2 separate regions of the Mus musculus genome follow, and region 1 is linked to region 2. A link is a contact called in public HiChIP or PLAC-seq data. All regions are on one chromosome and are shown on one strand. The core of a region is the stretch at or near the end of the contact, and the rest is flanking DNA. Distances in the headings are between cores, read along the strand shown. Region 1 holds the start of Ccnb1 (cyclin B1). Region 2 overlaps Ccdc125 (coiled-coil domain containing 125).

What was found. HiChIP or PLAC-seq counts read pairs in DNA pulled down with a chosen protein or histone mark.
Region 1: a contact with region 2 is called in an H3K4me3 HiChIP or PLAC-seq map of the 230-238 cell line, with 19 read pairs. The contact joins the promoter of Ccnb1 here to the enhancer-like site in region 2. A contact is called at or near these places in 5 of 39 promoter capture datasets (the C10 cell line, embryonic stem cells, hematopoietic stem and progenitor cells and 1 more), 1 of 15 datasets of contacts at CTCF or cohesin (the G1E-ER4 cell line), 4 of 484 Hi-C or Micro-C datasets (CD8 T cells, the CH12 cell line, the HL-1 cell line and 1 more), 6 of 115 datasets of contacts at active chromatin or transcription factors (the 230-238 cell line, bone marrow-derived macrophages and embryonic stem cells) and 3 of 9 other capture datasets (adipose tissue, liver and pancreatic islet).

Annotation. Positions count from the first base shown.
Region 1 is chr13:100,783,404-100,787,792 of GRCm38.p6, forward strand. It overlaps Ccnb1 (cyclin B1), which reads right to left and starts at 3,083. Exons shown (of 9, transcript NM_172301.3): 1 at 2,979-3,083; 2 at 2,330-2,500; 3 at 2,054-2,215; 4 at 62-244. The coding sequence starts at 2,999.
Region 2 is chr13:100,680,274-100,684,643 of GRCm38.p6, forward strand. Ccdc125 (coiled-coil domain containing 125) reads left to right here. Exons shown (of 12, transcript NM_183115.5): 4 at 1,508-1,594; 5 at 2,494-2,571; 6 at 4,013-4,098. Among named protein-coding and RNA genes, the nearest start is that of Ccdc125, 13 kb to the left of the region's middle. Within about 2 kb of position 2,723, at least 18 of the 459 cell types and tissues checked have an H3K27ac peak or open chromatin away from gene starts, as enhancers often do. A contact at or near this core is called in the 230-238 cell line and bone marrow-derived macrophages, where this site is marked.

The DNA of each region.
Region 1 (4,389 bases), core at 1,833-4,332, 100 kb after region 2:
CCAGGAATATTGATCCAGGAAGCTGCAGTGAGAGAAGGCAGACTGCAATGACAATACTGACCTCCAGTTGTCGGAGATAAGCATAGATATCTTTCACATATTCACTACAGAGGTTTGGGTCAGCCCCATCATCTGCGTCTACGTCACTCACTGCAAGGATTACATCAGAGAAAGCCTGACACAGATACTCTTCTGCAGGCGCACATCCAGATGTTTCCATCGGGCTTGGAGAGGGATTATCAACCTTAAAAAAGAGAGGCTCCGTGAAACAGGCTACATTAAGGGAAGGAAAGCCAGTATCTGTATCCGCAATTCAGTACAGCATGCTCAATAAATGTAACTCATTTCACTAATAAAGGGAAAGCATTTCAGACTCTTTCCCCCAATTTCTTCTTGGGAAATGATTAACACTAGGCTGGAGTGATAGTTATAGCTGTAAAGGAACATCTGCTGCTTTTGCCAAGGGCTGGAATCCAGTTTCTCTTCAGGAACCAGGACTCAACCTTAGCTCCAGGCTATCTGACGTCCTCTTCCAGCCTCCTTGGGCCCTGCGCTCATGTGCAAACCCACATCCCACTCATGAAAAACAAATCGTACACATAAACAGCAAAAACTAACAAACAGAGCCAGGCATGGTGATCCAGGCCTTTAATCCCAGCCCCTGGGAGGCAGATCTCTGTGAGATGAAGCCAGCCTGGTCTCCATAGCAAACTACAAGGCAGCAAGATCTGGTCTCATAAAAAAAGAAACTCCGATTTAGATTAAGGCAGTTTAAAAGTAGGAAAAACTAGGCTGGCAAGCCTGGTAAGGGTGCCTGTTGCCAAGCCTAACAACTGAGTTCAATCCCTAGAACCCGCAAGGTGGAAGAACTGACTCAAAAGTTGTCTTCCAACCTCTCTAACTGTGTCCTCACACACAAAATACAAAAGAGAAGATGGGAGCTGGAGAGACGGCTCAGCAATTAAAGAGCCCTCGATCTCCAGGAGGGACAGAATTCAGATCCTAGCGACCACACTGGGTGGCTCACAAACGCCTGCAACGCCGGCTCCAGCTCCAAAGAACTCTGTCTCTTCAGGCCTAACATACACACAATTGGGCACAGACACACAAAAAAGTACTCTCAATACTAGTAGGTAAAGCAAGTCAAAGGAACAGATAATAAAGTCATTTATCCATCAGCTCAGCCCCACGTGAACTTGATTCAAAAGAATGCTAAGCCAGCAATCTTTATTCAGGTGTATCCAAGCCCCTGATTACAGAGAGCCCAGGCTAGCCTTAAACTTGCAATCTTCCTGCCTTAGCAGAAGTGCTCAAATCACAAACATGCACCAATCATCACACCTAGTAGTAAAATCTGGTGCCTTCGACGTGTATGCTTTTTTTGTTGTTGCATTTTTCTCTTTTGCATTTTAATACTCAAGGACTGAACCCAGGGCCTCCTAATATGCTGAACACAATCTAACAGGCTACAAACTCAGGCAAACTTCATTTTTAGGCTTAAATGCTAACCCATCATTCCATCATTATCATCTTTTTTTGTTTTCAAATACGGAGTTTCACTATATGTAGCTCTGGCTAGACTGGACCTTGTTACAGAGACTCAGAGCCCCACCTGCCTCTGGCCAGACAGAATACTGGGATTCTACCAAGCACCTTATTTTATTAATTAATCTCATTTCTCTGCCTGAAATCTTTTTAAAAATAGTTTTTGAATATACCATCCCAGCATTGGAGGTGGAAATCTCAAGTTCAAGGACAGCATGAGCTACAGAGACACAGAAAAGAAAATGATTTATGCCCACATCCGTGTCCCAGGCCAGCCAGGAGTACATAGTGAGTGAGACTCTGGTGTCTACATAAAACAAAAAGCCCCACCATATTTATCTGCCACCATTTGACGCAGGGTGCTAATACTCACCCCAGAGTCGTTAATGCATGTAAAATGTTTTTGCTAGCCACTCAATAATAAGTAATATATTTAAATGCTGTCATGTGCATCAACGTGAAATGAAGTCAGAGAGAAGAAACAAACTTTTAAAAAATGCAAGTTTACCAAAATAGGTTCAGGAGAAAGCTTCTCTTCTCTAACATGTTCAAGTTCAGGTTCAGGCTCAGGCTCAGCAAGTTCCACCTCTGGTTCACACACAGGCACCTTCTCTACAGGTTTTGGTAGGGCTTTAACAGTACCTTTTCCAGTACCTAGCGTTTTTGCTTCCTGTGGATGAAAGGGAGAGAACAGAATGTTTTCCCAAGGGTGACAGCTAGAAGATGGGCCTTTTCAGGTTAATTGGGCTAGGGAGATCGGTACCCTTTTCAGGGCGATAGTTACCCTTTTCAGAGGCACTCTTGCCTGTAGCTCTTCGCTGACTTTATTACCAATGTCTCCAAGAGCAGTTCTCGGTCTCAGCCCGGGCTTGGAAGCAGCAGTAACTGTCACAGGCACACGCTTGGCGCCTGCCATACTGACCTTGGCCTTATTTTCTGCGTTAATTTTCGTGTTCTGAAAGAAGTAAAAGAACAACTTGAAAAGGGTCCACGGCAGCAAGCAGGCAGCCCCGAGGAAGTCACGGGTTAATTAAGGCGGGACCTAACTAAGGAAAGCAAGGGTGGTAGGATCTAGCCTCCAGCCGTGACAAGCAAGTTTCCACCCAAATCTTTCACCTTTAATCCAGTTTCCCCTTAAGTCCTAAGCCACCCTAAACATGGTGAATTTACATCGGAAAGGATGCCATAAAAGCCTCCGTCGTAGACAGCTCTCCGGGAAGGCGAAGAATTCACCCTGGGCCTTCACCATTAAGAGCACAGCACCCACTCCCCACAAGTCCTGCAGCCCAGATAGGTCCAGAGGTCTTTTTCACCCTCCATAAGGTGGGTCCTCAGCTCCCCGGCCTCGCCGGAGCCCTCCCGGATCCCCCTCCCGCTCCGGGATCCCGCGGTCTTCTCCCGCCGCGATCACCGCAGCGCCTGGCCCGACTCACCCTAGTGACCCTGAGCGCCATGGCTCCTCCAAAATCAGAGGTTCCCCGATTCGAGAAGACACCCTAACCTCTGGCTATCCACAGCTAAACACTAACAGCCGTTCCTCCGCAGCACGCCGGGAGGAGTCTGCCGGGCTTAGGTTTAAACCCCGGGCCGCTCGCTCCTCATTGGCCAGTTCGTGGCACTCGCTCTCTTCCCATTGGCGCCGCGGGTTCCCGTAGAATGCGTTTCCTGGGCGATCCCGCGATCCCAAGTTCGGCGGGGGTGGGGCGGGGGCGGGGCCAGAGCGAGGCTGCCGCTGGCAGCACCGCCCACCCCTCGCGAGGTCAGGCTCTATGCCTGCGCACAAGTCGCATTGCTGCCACCTGCCTTAGGTAGGCATGGCGTGCAGTGCTCACTTGTGTGCTGTCCAAGCTAGCCCAGGCGACTCCGTTGGACTTTAGGAAAATGACTGTGGGGAGTACGCATATCAGTTTTGCTGTTGTCCTATTTATTGTTTCTCATCCTCTTCTATAGAAGTGCCAATACTATCTTAAGAGTTCCCGAAAGCTTTGTTGCAGAGACGGTCTTTAATATGACTGTTCCAACAGCTATCTGGGATGGATTTTGAGGTTGATAGCATGAAGTTTTAGCACACATACACATAGTAAATGTTTTTTGTTTTGTTTTTGCTTTTTGTTTTTTCGAGACAGGGTTTCTCTGTATAGGCCTGGCTGTCCTGAAACTCACTCTGTATACCAGGCTGGCCTCGAACTCAGAAATCCACCTGCCTCTGCCTCCCAAGTGCTGGGATTAAAGGCGTGTGCCACCACCGCCCAGCTGTAAATGGTTATTATAAGCAAATAGATTAACATACCAAGCTCCCCAATAGCGACTGCCCCAGTGATAAAAGAAAATGTGCCTTATGCTTAATTTTGCTCTAAGTTTAAGATTACTCCAAAAATATAGTTTTGTAAAATCTTATTTAACAAAGATCTCTATTGCAACTCTCTATCTTTCTATGTCAAACTCCTTATTAAGGCTTATTAACTTCAGTGAAATTTTCCACATTAATTTTCAGTAACACTAACGCGGATTTATTTATTGACCAGGATCTCTTGTAGCACAGGTTGTTGGCATTCCTTCTATGCTCCGCCCAACAGTTACCTAGCAACAGCCAGGTAGGCCTGGCTTGCTATAAAAAGGACTGTTTGGCCTCTCCCTCTCTCTCTGACTCTGCCCTCTTTTCTCTCTCTGTCCCTTTTCTCCCTCTCTCCCTTCTCCCTCTCTTCACAGGTTCCTGGCCAGCTTCTTTTCTTCTTTTTCTCCTTCTCCCTCCCCCCATCTTTTCTCCTCTCTCTCTTTCTCTCTCCCACCCCCCCTTCTCGTCCCTTCTCTTTCTCTGTCTCTATTCACTTCTCACCTTCCTTT
Region 2 (4,370 bases), core at 1,473-3,972:
TGCTCCACACCACATGACCTAGCCTGGGCTAGCTAGCCTACATGCCAAGGGACATTGAAGCAGGCACTCAGTAGGACCCAGACTAATCCTGTAATAAGAGAGTGAGGGAGGGGCTGCTAGTCTCTAGGTGAGCATCTGGCTGGCTCCTTATAGAGGGGGAAGAGACTGCAGGGTTGTGGCTTGATTGACAGCTTGACAACCTAACAAGAACGACCCAGGTGGTCTGAGGAGCCCCGCCTGAGCCTCGCCCCTATGGGCGCAGCATCTTTGAGTAGCTGCCACCTTTCTAAGAAACAGGAACCCTGCTTCCTAAGGTTAGATAACTGGGACTACTGAGGCAAATAAATACCAGAGCTGGAGACATGAACAGAAACCTGCTATCTCAGCCTTGGAGGGAAGAAGTCTGAAATCAAGGTTTTAGAATGCCATGTTGCATCTGAAGGCTGCTGCAGGCCAAGACGTTCCTAAACTGTAGTGTCTAGTCTCCGCCTCAGCCTCGCATGGCCTTGTCCCTTTTCTTAACCTTCCCCCTACACCCCCACCCCTGCCCCGCCCCCTACACCCCCTTCCCGGATTGTGTCCAAGGTGCCTCTTATTTCACAGGCACACTGGCCACTGGATTGGGGCCCACCTTAATCTGATACAGCATCATTGCAACTGGATTACACCCTAAACTGTGTATCACAGTGATAAACACACGGAAAGCATCACTTAGGCTGTATTTCTGTAAATGCTGCATTTCCACAATGCAAGTGGTGGTTGGTCTTCAGCCGCTTCACCTTGGAAGGCTTTTAAGAAGTGGTCTTGACTCAGATAGACTCTGCTAATCTATTGTCTAAAGGTGGAAGTATTTATGTTCATAATACTTGTTGGGGGTCCAAGAGTCACCCCACAAATTTAGACAGGGATGGTTTATTGAACACACAACCTGATACTTAGCCATCAGAACTGTAGCTCAGAATTCTGGGGGCTGAGCCATGGCCACAAATATCTTTCTCTGTCAGTTTATAAAGGAAAAAAAAAACACAAAACCCCCAATAAGTTCATATGCAGGTGCAAGAAGTGCTGCCTGGTGGTCAGCTCTGACTCACCATTTTAGACATAACAGCTCATATTGACCTGTAATTTGATGGGTCCTACATAAAGCTTTGTGGAATTTAAGATTGGATAAACCTCAGAAAATAAGAGGATATGTGATCAGCATGACCTTGCTCTGAGTCAAGTTATTTTTCTTGTCAGTGACAGCAGGGATATTACAGCAACAATATGAAATAGCTGGCAGGCATGGAACAAAATGGCTGCAGCTATGCGGGGTGCGGGGCCAGGGTAAAAGCAAGAGGCGGGCTTTTGTTTCAAGTGGAGCTTGGTAGTGAGTTCTGGTTCACTTCAGCATCTGGAGAAACTCACAGCCTTGTTTTAGGGTGAACGTGGACCAGCCAGCTGCTTGGTCAGTTACCGGGGTTACATGCCTTGCAAACACTGAAGCCTACGGTATCTCTGTCCACAGGACGTAGAGATTTTAAAAACGGAACTTGAAGCGTCTCAAAGACAACTTGAAGGTAAAGAGGAAGCATTGAAAATCCTCCAAAGCATGGTAAGAATTTATTTTTGAAAATTCGTCACTTAGCATATTCTAATAATAAGTGGCATTGCAATCCCTGCACTCGGGAGACAGTGGCAGCAGAACCAAGAGTTCAAGACCAGGCTTCACCCAGAGACACTGTTTTGGAAACAAGACACACACACACACACACACACACACTTTGTGACTTTCTCATCTTGCTAATAAGCTGTTATCTTTTTTTTTTCTATTTTGTTTATAAGCTGTTATCTTAAATTAAATGTGGGGCTAGAGAGATGGCTCATTAGTTAGCAGTGGGTACTGCTTTTACATAGGGCCCAAGTTTGGTTCCCAGCACCTAGGTCAGCTATCTCACAACTGCCTGTAACTCCTGCTCCAGGAGATCTGACATCCCCTTCTATCTTCCTCAGGCACCTACACACACATGCACATAGACACTCAGAAGTACACATATTGAAAACAAAATAAATCTTTAAAAAATAAACTATGCATTTGGGCACATGCGCATAGATGTTATCATGTGCAAGTAGGACTGTTTAAAACTTCATTTTAAGCCAGGAGTGGTGGCGCATGCCTTTAATCCCAGCACTCGGGAGGCAGAGGCAGGTGGATTTCTTAGTTCGAGGCCAGCCTGGTCTACAGAGTGAGTTCCAGGACAGCCAAGGCTATACAGAGAAACCCTGTCTCAAAAAACCAAAAAAAAAAAAGAAAAAAACAAAAAACCCAAAAAAAAAAAAACACCCACAAAAAACAAAAACAAAACCAAAAAACTTCATTTTAGCTGGGTGGGGGTCTCAGCATTTGGGAGGCAGAGGCACAGATAAACTCTGTCTCAAAACAAACAAAACAAAAAAACAAATAAATAAATAAAACTCCTTAGTTTTACTGATGCTATTTTTCTTTTTTCATAGGCAATGCTTGGCAAAGCCACAAGCCACACACAGACAATGCTTCAAAAAACTATAGAACAAAAGAGATCTCTGGAGAAGGTATTTGCAACTGCTAGCATTGATGCAATCATTCGGATAATATTTAAACCTAATTTCCTTAGGCTCACGACCATGATGTGTGTGTTGTTCCTGGTACTCTCATAAGGAGTACTTGAGTCTTTGATAGCTTTCCCTTGGGGCACTTACATTTTAAAATAGATTGTTACATGGGTAAAGTATGGTTTATTTCCCTTTTCTGGTAGTAGAAGGTCAACCAACTTGGCACTTCTCATTTTTCTTCTCTTTTTCTTCCTGTGCCTCAGGCAGAGTAAGCATGTTTCTGAACATCTCACTGTATATGAGATTAAGCATTGTAAATCTCTCTCTCACTCTCTCTCTCTCTCTCTCTCTCTCTCTCTTAAAAATTTTATTTATTATGTATACTGTGTTCTGCCTGCATGGCCAGAAGAGGACACCAGATCTCATTACAGATGGTTGTGAGCCACCATGTGATTACTGGGAATTGAACTCAGGACCTCTGGAAGAGCAGCCAGTACTCTTAACCTCTAAGCCATCTCTCCAGCTCTAATGTCTCTTTCCTATGTCAATTTTATCATCCTTTGATGGAGCCCTTTCGGCAAAGACTCACAAGTGTAAATTTAGTTTTTGGTCTCTATATATGAGCAGAGGTGGGGACTAAGAAGTCTGGGCTCAGTACAACGTTTTTATTTTTGTTTTTTTAAAGATTTTTTTATTTATGTATTTTATGTATATGGATATTTTGTCTACATGTACAACTGCACACCAGAAGAGCACATTGTATCTCCTGGGATTACAATTATAGATGGTTGTGAGCACCGGGTGGGTGCTGTTTGAACTTAGGACCTCTGGAAGAGCAGTCACTGCTCTTAACTGCTGAGCCATCTCTCCAGCCCCTTTTTTTGGTTTTTATTTGTTGGTTTGTTTTTGGGAAAGGGTTTCTTTGTATAGCCTTGGCTGTACTGGAACTTGCTCTGTAGACCAGGCTGGCCTTGAACTCAGAGCCACCTGCCTCTGCATCCTGAGCACAGGGATTAAAGGTGTGCGCCACCACCACCCAGCAGCACAGCCACTTTTGAACCCAAACAGTTTAAAATTTCTTTTCTGTATTCAGTGAGCTTTGGCAAAGTGTTTCTAGTGCTCAAGTCCATTCAGTGTACAATTGCCATAGACTCTTCTGAGCAGCCTTTTGCTTTGTTTGTTTGTGTTTCCAGACAGGGTTTCTCTGTATAGCCCTGGCTGTCCTGGAACTCACTCTGTAGACCAGGCTGGCCTGGAACTCACCTCCCGAGTGCTGGGCTTAAAGGCGTGCGCCACCACGCCCGGCTTTTTTTGCTCTTTTAGCTGTTGCATGATTAAATGACTTACTTCACTCTTCAGTGTCTCTAAATGATTAATACCGATAACTTTTCATGAAATGCCCCCCTTTTAAAATTTGAAGGTCATGTTTCTCTTTCTATAGGAAATAAATGCCTTGCAGTGGGAAATGGAATTTGATCAGGATAGATTTAAAAATATAGAAGAATCTTGGATCCAGAAATGTGACAGGTTTGTATGTTTGTGGCACTGAGAGTTAAATGTAGGGCCTTGTGCATGTAATAGAGTTGCACTGCATCTGAGGGGCATTTATTTAAAGATTTACCGTTATTATTTTTAATTATACATGTCTAAGTGTGGATATGCATGTGTACATGAGTGCAGAGACCCACAGAGGCCAGAAGAGGGCACTGGATCCCCAGGTGCTAGAGTCACATACAAGTAGCATAACTCTCTCTGCCTGACAGAGTCAGTCCTGGGACCTGAACTCCAGACCTTTGTGT